Linked DNA regions of Mus musculus: region 1 is linked to region 2. The links are chromatin contacts, called in public promoter capture Hi-C maps. All regions are on one chromosome and are shown on one strand. The core of a region is the stretch at or near the end of the contact, and the rest is flanking DNA. Distances in the headings are between cores, read along the strand shown.

What was found. Promoter capture Hi-C pulls out the DNA fragments that hold promoters and counts their contacts.
Region 1: a contact with region 2 is called in a promoter capture Hi-C map of liver, with 2.3 times the contacts expected there. The contact joins the enhancer-like site here to the promoter of Layn in region 2. A contact is called at or near these places in 10 of 39 promoter capture datasets (the 3T3-L1 cell line, the HPC-7 cell line, HPC-7-derived erythroid cells and 6 more).

The regions. Positions count from the first base shown.
Region 1 is chr9:52,052,651-52,057,956 of GRCm38.p6, reverse strand. The region is part of intron 1 of Rdx (radixin); the gene reads right to left. Among named protein-coding and RNA genes, the nearest start is that of Rdx, 7.4 kb to the right of the region's middle. Within about 2 kb of position 2,631, at least 5 of the 459 cell types and tissues checked have an H3K27ac peak or open chromatin away from gene starts, as enhancers often do. A contact at or near this core is called in liver, where this site is marked.
Region 2 is chr9:51,075,267-51,079,969 of GRCm38.p6, reverse strand. Layn (layilin) reads left to right here and starts at 2,876. Exons shown (of 8, transcript NM_001033534.1): 1 at 2,876-3,084; 2 at 3,625-3,648. The coding sequence starts at 3,000.

The DNA of each region.
Region 1 (5,306 bases), core at 1,382-3,881, 980 kb before region 2:
TGACTGAAAAAAGTTTTTAATACTTTCATGATATGATGTTTAAAAATTCTTTTATTCTTATATTTACTTTATATCTCTTTAAATTTGATTTTTAGCTCAAAGAGGCTTATTTTTCATACCTGATCATTTTAGAGAGCTTACAACCCTAGTGAACTCTCCAATGTAGGAACCTTGCCTGCCGTACAGCACTGTATATCTCTGTGGACGCGCTTCTGGGATATTTCTTTGTGGCCAGCAATATTATCTCAGTCCCCATCAAAATAATCACAATATTCCCTAGAGAGTTTCTTTTTGTTTAGTTTTTGTAAAAATTATTTTATTTATAAGTACACTGTAGCTGTCTTCAGACACACCAGAAGAGGGTATCAGATCCCATTACAGATGGTCATGAGCCACCATGTGGTTGCTGGGAATTGAACTCAGGACCTCTGGAAGAGCAGTCGGTGCTCTTAACCCCTGAGCCATCTCTCCAGCCCCTAGAGGTTTTACTTTTAAGTGTTTAAACGTCAGATGGGAAACTCTGAAGGGCATATCTCACTAACCGGCTATCTTCCATAATGCGGTATGCACAGGGATTTGACCTTTAAATTTTTCTAGGACAAACTATATGTAAGTAGAATTAAAATCTAAGTTTTAGTCAAGTTAGTGATCAATGAACAATGTTCATACCAAAATACTATTTACCATGAATGGTACACATCAAGTCACTTCTAGGATGATACACTTTAAATAAAACTAGCATCTGCCAGTAGCAAAAGAGAAAAAAAAAAAAGATCACATGAAAAGCCAAGAAACTACTTCATTTCTAACGTGAAACTACTTGTTTTCAGCATCCTGTCTTCCTTCTCTATCTACATGGCTGCCAAACAGACAAGCTGGTGGCCCAACCATTGCTGAATTCATGTTATATTCATAAAGCTATATTCATAAAACATAAAGTTCGTGTTATAGTCATAAAGCAATGACTCTCCTTGCCCCTTTAATTTGTTTAATGTTTCCCTTGCAGGTTTATTAATGTGAATTTTTGCCACTGCAGTTTCTCCCACTCCTGAATTTCTTCCAGAGGTTCCACCCTATATGTCTTTTGCATACCAAGTTCCTCAGAAGCACAAAGGTAGCAGCAATTACCTAGTTATCAGTTCAGAGGCTTCAGTCTGAAGAGATGCTGACAGCAGCTGTCTCCCACCTCCCACCACCTACCCATATGAACAAACAAAATGCCACAAAAGAGGAAACATTGATATATAGCATCCTCTGTCCTTCAACTCTGAGGCTGACCTTCCTCATATAAGTGGCTTTCTGCTGCACTGGCACAACACACCAACAGGTCAGGTGCTGCAACAGGTGCTGCCGAGCGGAGTCTAGTAGTGGCTTACACTGAAGCTTCAATAATTAACACCAAACTAATTTTACTTTCAAGTTATTCTTCTCCCAAGGCCTAACTATAACCATTTTCAGTCTTTTGGGAGTCAAACTACGGAAGAGCAAAGTAGTTGTCTCTATATAAAATTCTAAAAGAACTCTTGGCCAATTTTCTGGGAAACTAGGAAGTAATACAATAAAAACAAGTTTAAAATGCCTCAATTAGGTAAACGGCAGGCAAATCAACAGTTATGACACTGACAAAGAACTTATCAATCCTTTTTCCTCCATGTGGGACACTCTAGGGAGACCTGTGAACCACCTCCCAGAGGTGTTTAAGCTCATACAATAAATGTATGAAGTACATAAAATTATAAGAAATGTATAGTGCTTGAATGTAATTATCAAAACTTAAAATATACAAATCTATGTCAGATATATCAGATACACAAATATATTTGATTCTTTTCCAACACTTTAAATAACAGTAGTACTGGATTTAATCACCAGACTTGTAAGTAAAGAGCATTATAAACACTATACTGAGGGCTGGAGAGATGGCTCAGTGGTTAAGAGCACTGACTGCTCTTCCTGAGTTCAATTCCCAGCAACCACATGGTGGCTCACAACCATCTATAATAGGATCAGATACCCTCTTCTGGTGTGCCTGAAGATAGCAACAGTGTACTCATATTAAATACATAAGTAAATAAAGGATTGCTATTCCTCTCTGGTAAAAGTTACAAATATTTAAAAAAATAAATACTACACTAAAATAACTTGAATGCATTATGAAGATCCCTAATAAGTCTTATGGAAACAGCCTCTCTGATACTGCTACATTCATAACAGAATATGTGACAAAGGATACAACTTTATCCAAGTTCACACACACTCAGGTTTAAAACCTTAAAAATAACCAAAAAAAAAGTTTATTATATATATTAGCTTAATAGTGTAGTAATCTCTCTCTCTCTCTCTCTCTCTCTCTCTCTCTCTCTCTCTCTCTCTCTCAACTTACGCAGTTCCCAAGTGAAGTGCAGAAGACAAGACTATCTTACATCTGCAGTATGCTCACTTTAAAGGCACTTACAGACGTGGTCTAATTCTCCTAACTGCCTGCCTTCTCCCCAGCCTACTTTAGTATTCCAACTCCTAACTCCTATACCTCTAAAAAGAAAGGAAGAAGTGGTTAAGAGGCTTGCCTGAAGGCATGGAACTAGTTAGTGAGGTCAGAGTCCTTCACAGCCTGGGTTTAGGTTCTGCTGGTCCTATTCGATTTTCTTCATGCAGTCCTAGGCAAGCCAGTCCCAGACAACAAAAGCTGAGAAAGCTTTCTCCTCTACCATCATCAAAGCTGTAAACTGATAGGTAATTCTAAAGATATCTAAGACGTATTCATGTGGTAGTAGTCTATGTTTTAAAGATATTTTTAAAAAAATATTTGCAAGTTGAGAAAATTTTAATTTCTAAAACAAGTGTAAAATGGTACTAAAATAACATATTATCTTGAATTTCAATTCTGACCTAAAATATTTTTTAAATATATAGTTACTAAGGTAGTCAGAAAGACAAATGAAGCATCATTTGTAAATATGTGCTAAAATGTAAGTAAGACAGCCATCTCCAGTTCAACTTCTTCATTTTACATTTAAGAAAACATTTTTTTAGGTACTGGAGAGACGGCTCAGTGGTTAAGAGACTGACTAGGTTCAATTCCCAGCAACCACATGGTGGCTCACAACCATTTGTAATGGGATCTGATGACCTCTACTGCTGTGTCTGAAGACAGGGACAGTGTACTAAGATATAAAATAAATAAATATAAAACAAACATTTTTATGCCGTTAGAAATGGGAAGAGAAAAGCAGACTCATGTAGCAGTAAAGAACCAAAGACTCAACATTGTATTCACAAATATCTCTACACCTTATATTTTTTGAGACATTAGACATTATTTAGCAGTAGCAGGGTTTTGTTGCTTTTGATGAGGATCTAGGCTATAGGTAATACTTTAGCTGTTATTTTTCAAGGACAACATTTTCTTTTCATCTTAATGTTATAAAATGGCCAAGCTAGTAAGAATCAATGAGACAACAAACACAAACATAATAAAGCTTACTATATCTTGTTCTAAAACCATTTCAGTTATTTTATTGAATTAAAGAATTAAATGTCACATTTAATAATGACTATAATTATCATGCTGCTTGTTTGAGGTACATATAGTAATCTTTCCAATATATACACTTCTACTTAAAACCAAACTAAGTTTGTATAGTTTCTTTAAATATAGAACCTAAAAAATTTAAGTATCAGTTCTCATGACATCGAAGAAAATTCAATCCATTCCCCCCTACAATGAGTGTCCAACTTTTGACACTTCAACATGGCACTGTCATCTATAGATGTGTTGGGATGCACATAGCTATCCTCAGACATATTAGCCTACAGACATAACACACTTGAAAAGACACTGTCAATTAACCCTAAGATGCTGTACAGCTTCATTGTCCATTTTATAAAGGGGGGGATTCTTTATTAAGGACAAATACATCTACTCCACCTGTCTTTTATTCAAAGATTATTAATTTACAGAAACAGGAATATTTAAAATTTTAAAAAAATAGAAAGCAAGAAATATCCAGAATTGACATCACAGAGAATTCTTTGAACTTTATACACTAATACTAATTCCAGCTGACATACTCCATAATCCCACTTAATACACTTTTAAGATATTCAGTATGGCACGTGTTTTTTTACACTGTCAACACCTCAGGATCTCTTCCATCCTAAATGCATAGTGTACCATAGTGTAACAATTGCCTGGATACATGACTGACACTTTAAAAAAAAAAGTTCAGCAAACTTTCTCTGTAAAGGGCCAGGTAAATAAACATGTTAGATTTCATAAGCCATAGTCTTATGTTGCAATCATTCAAAAAAAACTTTACTTGTAAAACCTGGCAGGAGGCTGGATTTAGTCCTGTAGAATAATTTAATAAAGCATTTTTAACAGCAATTAATGTTTTTCATATTATAATTTAAGTTCTGAACCAAGAATGTTAGCTGCATGTTCATTTAAGCATTACTAATATATGACAGATCACTTTGGCTCTTTTTCCACTTGGGGACAAAAGAATTCAATGCATTTGGTATATTACTAGGAAAATAATGGAACAAAATCAAAAGAAAACAATCTGATCAGCAATGGCAAATGTAGGAGATATAGAACATGCTACAATCCTGGCCAAGGCGAAAACCTCTTGGGAGAAGCTTCTGAAAACGAATCCTCCCCTATTCCCTTTGATACTTTGTATCAAGACAAGGTACTCAACTCATCCTACAACTAACCAAAGGAAAAAACCATCTTAGTCTAAGCTAATGGAGAAGGCCCCAGGCCAGAGTTGAGAATTTACTATTACTTTCACTCAGTGTATCTTAAATGATGTAAAGACTCAAAACCTTACAAATTCACTTGTAGCAAATCTCTTATTTAATTTCAACTTTTTAAAAGTTAAAAGAAACATTTAAGGTCCTGAAAGCCAATAATAACTAAGTTTAGAAGTAACTAAAATTTAGAGAAAAAAAAAATCCTCTAGAATATCAATTACTAGTAGTACAATTTATAAAGTTAGTTACCCCCCACTCTCAGAGAAAATACTAATGTGGTACTCCTTTGTACTGTATGTAAAACCGTACCCATGTCCACCCCACCGAGGGGACTGGATCCTATTAGGTACGCTATCACTGACCTCTATCTGCTGCCCTGTATTTATTTATTTTTTTATTTTGAGATGGAGAGCTAAATTGTCCAGACTGACCTTGAACATGCAATCCCCTGCCTCATCCAAGGGCAGCTAGGATCATAGATTTGTACCACAAGGCCCAGTTTAAAACATTCTTTCAATACAGTAGAGCTTTTGTTGTTGTTTGTTGTT
Region 2 (4,703 bases), core at 1,627-4,126:
CAAAGTGTTTTGAGTGCTGGTATGCTATCAGAAGTAGAAAATGTGTCTTCAGTGGACCTGAATAAATGCAGATACACTAAAAGTATCATAGAAGGTACTAAGGAAATGGCTTGGTGGCCATGAGTGCTTCTCACATAAGCATGAGAACCTGTGTTTGGATCCCTAGCATCTCCACAAAAGGCCAGACATACAATATCAGCACCTACAATCCCAGTCTTGGAGGCAGAGACTGGAGGATCTGTAGAGGTGACATGGCTCTCACTAGCCTACCAATCTAGGCAATTGGTGAGCTCCAAATTCAGCAGAGACATAGTCTCAAAAAGTGATATGGATAGTAAAATAAGCACAAAATAAGAAGTGGAGGAAGACACCCAATGTCACCCAATGTCTGGCCGCCATAAGTCATGCATAAGTACACACACACACACACACACACACACACACACACACACACAAATGCATACATACATGTACCACACATACAAAGCACAGAAATTGTATTATAGAACATTACTTTCAGACTGTGTTATAAGATGTATAGGAAACAATTCTGGGTTTGAAATTGGGTCTTATCACCAAAATATCTCATTATATATGTGTGAATATTCCAAAGTGCAAAAAAAGCATTTTAACTGGTTTTTTAATTAACTTTGAGCTCATCAAGCTGAGGAATGGATCCTGGGCCAAAGAAATTTTACCAAGGAAAATAACGCATTATGAGTTTTCTTGTCAACTAGCCCTCCCACAGTGGCACATGCCTGAGTTGCCAGGAATAACAGGTAGTTCTTACTACAACAGGACCACTTAACAAAGAGTTCTAAAGCAATCTTTGGAGCTCATACAAGGTCAGCTCAGGTTCTGACTGATCTGATTCCAGGCTACTTGAAGCACTCTGCCAATGGACTGCATCACATACCACCCTCTTGGGGACACTCATGAACCAGTAGGATATCTGAGGCCTGCTCCTCTCAGAGAGTCAGACGATGAAAGAGAATAAGAACAGGAAAGGGGTTTTCTGCTGTGGGCTCCAAGTCCTGGTTTATTCCATTGATTAATAACTCTCACGGCCTAGGGAAACATTCTACTTTTTTAGTAAAGAGAACTCTATTAGCATAATAAAGAATATGTATCCTGGGAGGTGGGAAGTATTGGGGTCATTACTGTAAGCCACTACACTCAGTTAATTGCATCTGCTAACAAAGCCCCGATATGGACCAAAGTCAGAGTGTCAAAGGGAGAACTGAAGACACAATTATTTAAAGCAATGTGGTAGTTTCATAAGTGAAACAGATCTTGTAATATTAGAAATAAATTATTTAAGATGACATTAAGTCAAGTATAACTGCACATTTTCATACATATTTGCCTCGGCAAACCATCACAAAACTGTTATGGCAATTATTAATGCCATCAAGATATATAATGAATAAAATGACTTGCCAACGGACACACAGACACCAAGGAAATGCAGCGTTTCAAGCAGACCATCAGGTGCCACTTCTGTGTCCCACCACCACCACAGTTGCTTTGCTGGGGAGACAGTCTAGAGAGAATGGTTGGTGTGAGATAGTCTAACCGGAACACAGGAAAGGGTTGCCAGTCCCCACCTGTTGGTGCCGGGGTTCTGTAATCACACAGCTCCTGCTCTGTTCTCAGCTGGAGCTAAGACAGATCCATCCCTACTCCTGCTTTATCTCAGGCCTGTTTAGAACAAGTGTGTCAAGAGTGTGGAAGCACCTCTGCTTCGTTTCTTAAAAGATTTATTTATTTGCATTTTATGTGTTGTGGGTGTTTTCCCAGCATGTATGTATGTATGTATGTGCATCACATGCAAGCCTCGTGCCTCTGGGCCAGAAGAAGACAGGAGATCCCTGGAACTGGAGTTACAGTTGATTGTGAGCCACTGCCCGGTGCTGGGATTGAACCCAGTCCTATGCAAGAGTAATGACTGCTCTTAACCACTGGTCCATTTCTCAGGGCCCCTTCTCTGCTTTTCTGACTGCTCTGCTGAAAAGCTGGATAAACAGGAAAACAGAAGCAAACTGGAACCAAAATCCAGAAGGCAGTAACCGAGATGTGGTTTCTGCTACGCTTCGCAATACCATAGTATACCGGAAAGATCAATGAACTCTCAGCTTTCTACTTCATAGATTTTCGATGGGAGACTGGATCTACTGTGCGAATGTATTTGAGAACACACATGTAAACACAACTACTGTGGGAGTGTAAAGGGGAGCATACACTTGGGTTGGTTATGAAAGCTTCCATAGGAAGAATAGGATCATTCTTTGCAACGGGAGTCATTTTTCTGTCCACCAAAAGCTGAACTCCACTAAACCACTCCTATCTTCCAATATGTGCCCTACACAAAGCAAAGTGTCTTTCTGGTTGAGATCTGGAATACTCTAGCTTCTGCTGGAGGTCTCCCTCAGGCCAAGTCTGAAATGCCTCTAGTCAGTAGACACACTGCCTGCTTGAGAATCTGTTCCTCCCTTGCTCAAGTTCTTTCCCAGGTGCTGCCCTGGTCTGACGCTTACTGTGGTGTAAGTAGGGGTTTTGCTACTTTAGCCCACTAGAGCTGGGTAGTGATGAGGGCAAGAGGCTATACTGTTTGAAAGTACAGTACCCGCTTTCCACCTTCTGGGAGTTCAAAAACTAGTGGGATTTTTCTCTTAGGCAAACTCAGAATCTCCCTGGGCGGCTCTCTGCAAAGAGCGGCCCCTTCCGTTGGCTACTCCCCCTGAGTTAGCAGTTTCTGGAGTCCAGAGCACTAGACGTTGGGGGCGGGCCAGCCCAAGGGGCTGCCTTCCCCCGCAGTGACGTCCCAGGGGGTGGATGGGCAACCAACGACTCAGAGCCCTCCCGGACTCCGCCCAGTGCGGGGTCTGTGGATCCTTGGGAGATGCAGCTGCCTTGGTTGCAGTTGCTCAAACGCAGTCGTCTACTTGCCCACTTCTCTGCCTTAGTCCCAGGGTGTCGGGAGGCACTGGAGTCCAGCCATGCAGCCGGGAGCAGCGCTGCAGGCTATGTTGCTGGCGGTGCTGCTGGCCAAACCGAGGGATTCGAAGGGTCGCCTGCTGAGCGGTGAGTGTGTGTCCTGGGGGAGAGGGCTGGTGCCAGAGCACCTGGGGTTGATGCACCCAGTAAACCTCAGCAGTTGAGGACTGTCTTCAGGGTCACTGCACCCTGGCCCCTTTATGTAGTGGGGCAATCCCCAGATCCAACCCCGGACCCAATCAGCCTTCTTGAATTCTCTGCTTCCAGGGAGCAAAAATGCAACCAGCTCCAGTTCCTGGGGCCACCCTAGGTATCCGCAACGCTGGAAGTCAGTTCTCTCCCCGGGGTTACTAAGGGGTGAGGAGGATGTAGCTTGGGTGGGGCAGTTGGCAAACTTCTTCCAGTGAGTGCCCCTTGAGCGCCATGCTGCCTGGACCCTTCTAGTGGAGGCAGCCGATCCTGGATCCGCAGGGCTATGGGAACTGTACCTGTTACTCTCCTCTGAGGGGAGGGTGGCTGGCCTGGAAATGCTTGGAGATTGGGAAAGCGCCTAGTTAGCCAGGAACCAGCCCTGCCAGGCTCCAAGAGTGACTCTCTGCTTCCTTCCCTGTGTGTGTGTCACTGCAGCCTCGGACTTGGACCCCAGAGGAGGTACAGTGGTCCGACTTCTTTCTTGTTCCACTAGGTCTGCATGGGGCGCGGGGGTGGGGGGGGGGGTTGGGGGGTGGGTGGGAGGAGCGTGGGCGGGGAGCGATCGGTATCTTTTTATCAGGTTCCCTTTGGCCAAGAGGGATGGAGTAGAATTGGAATCTCCACTGTATTCTAGCTTGTGGGTCTGGTTTAAGAAATCTAACTTTGGTTTCAGGATTGGGAGGGGGTGTTTGGCTAAGCAGAGGAGCTGCTGACGCCACTGGGAGGGTTAGGGCTGCATGGCTCTGTGCTTGGTGACAGGAGACCTCCTGCCTGCCCTTCCCCTTCCTGCAAATGAGAAAAGAAAGACACTTCCTGAAGGCAGGGGAACCAGATGGGTCCTGGGCCTCCTTCCAGCTCTGGTACTCCCTAGAACTCACTAGCATACACTAGACATATGCCGCCAGCCTGGACCATACAGGAAACTCTATCAAGGTGTTAAGCTTTCTCTTGGCAGTCTGGCCTGGAAAGGCAGGCGGGACCACTAGTAAAAGCAACTGCAGCTTCTCTTGTACCAGGTTTGGGGGTGTTCAGGGCTCTTTGCAGTCCTCCAATGCCTGCATTCTCCTCTCTGGAACACTTCCCCGGTGAGAAGCCCAGCATCTGAGCACTCTCATCCGCTGGGAGCCTGTTCTGTTAGAAACCTCTAACAAGGCAGGCAAGTACAGGATGCTCCCAGCTCCTTGTCCACTGAGAGTTTATCAAAGCATGGAGATTTGGGGAGAATCTTGTATAGCTCCCTCATAGATAGCACTGTCTGTGGCCTTTTGGTTTGTATGCTGGACAATTAATGGACATAAAAAAAAAAAACCATCGTCTGGCTTTCTACAGAGCTGAAATCTTGGGGATATTAAAACATTCCAGAAAGTCTGACAATATAAAATCATTTACGCCTTCTTCCATGGCAGCAATTCACACCTGTAGCCTGAAGTTTGGCTCTTTCATTACAGGGACTGGTTTCCTTGTTGAAATTTGGTTTTTATTTTGTACCCTTACATCCAGAATCATGCTGTGGG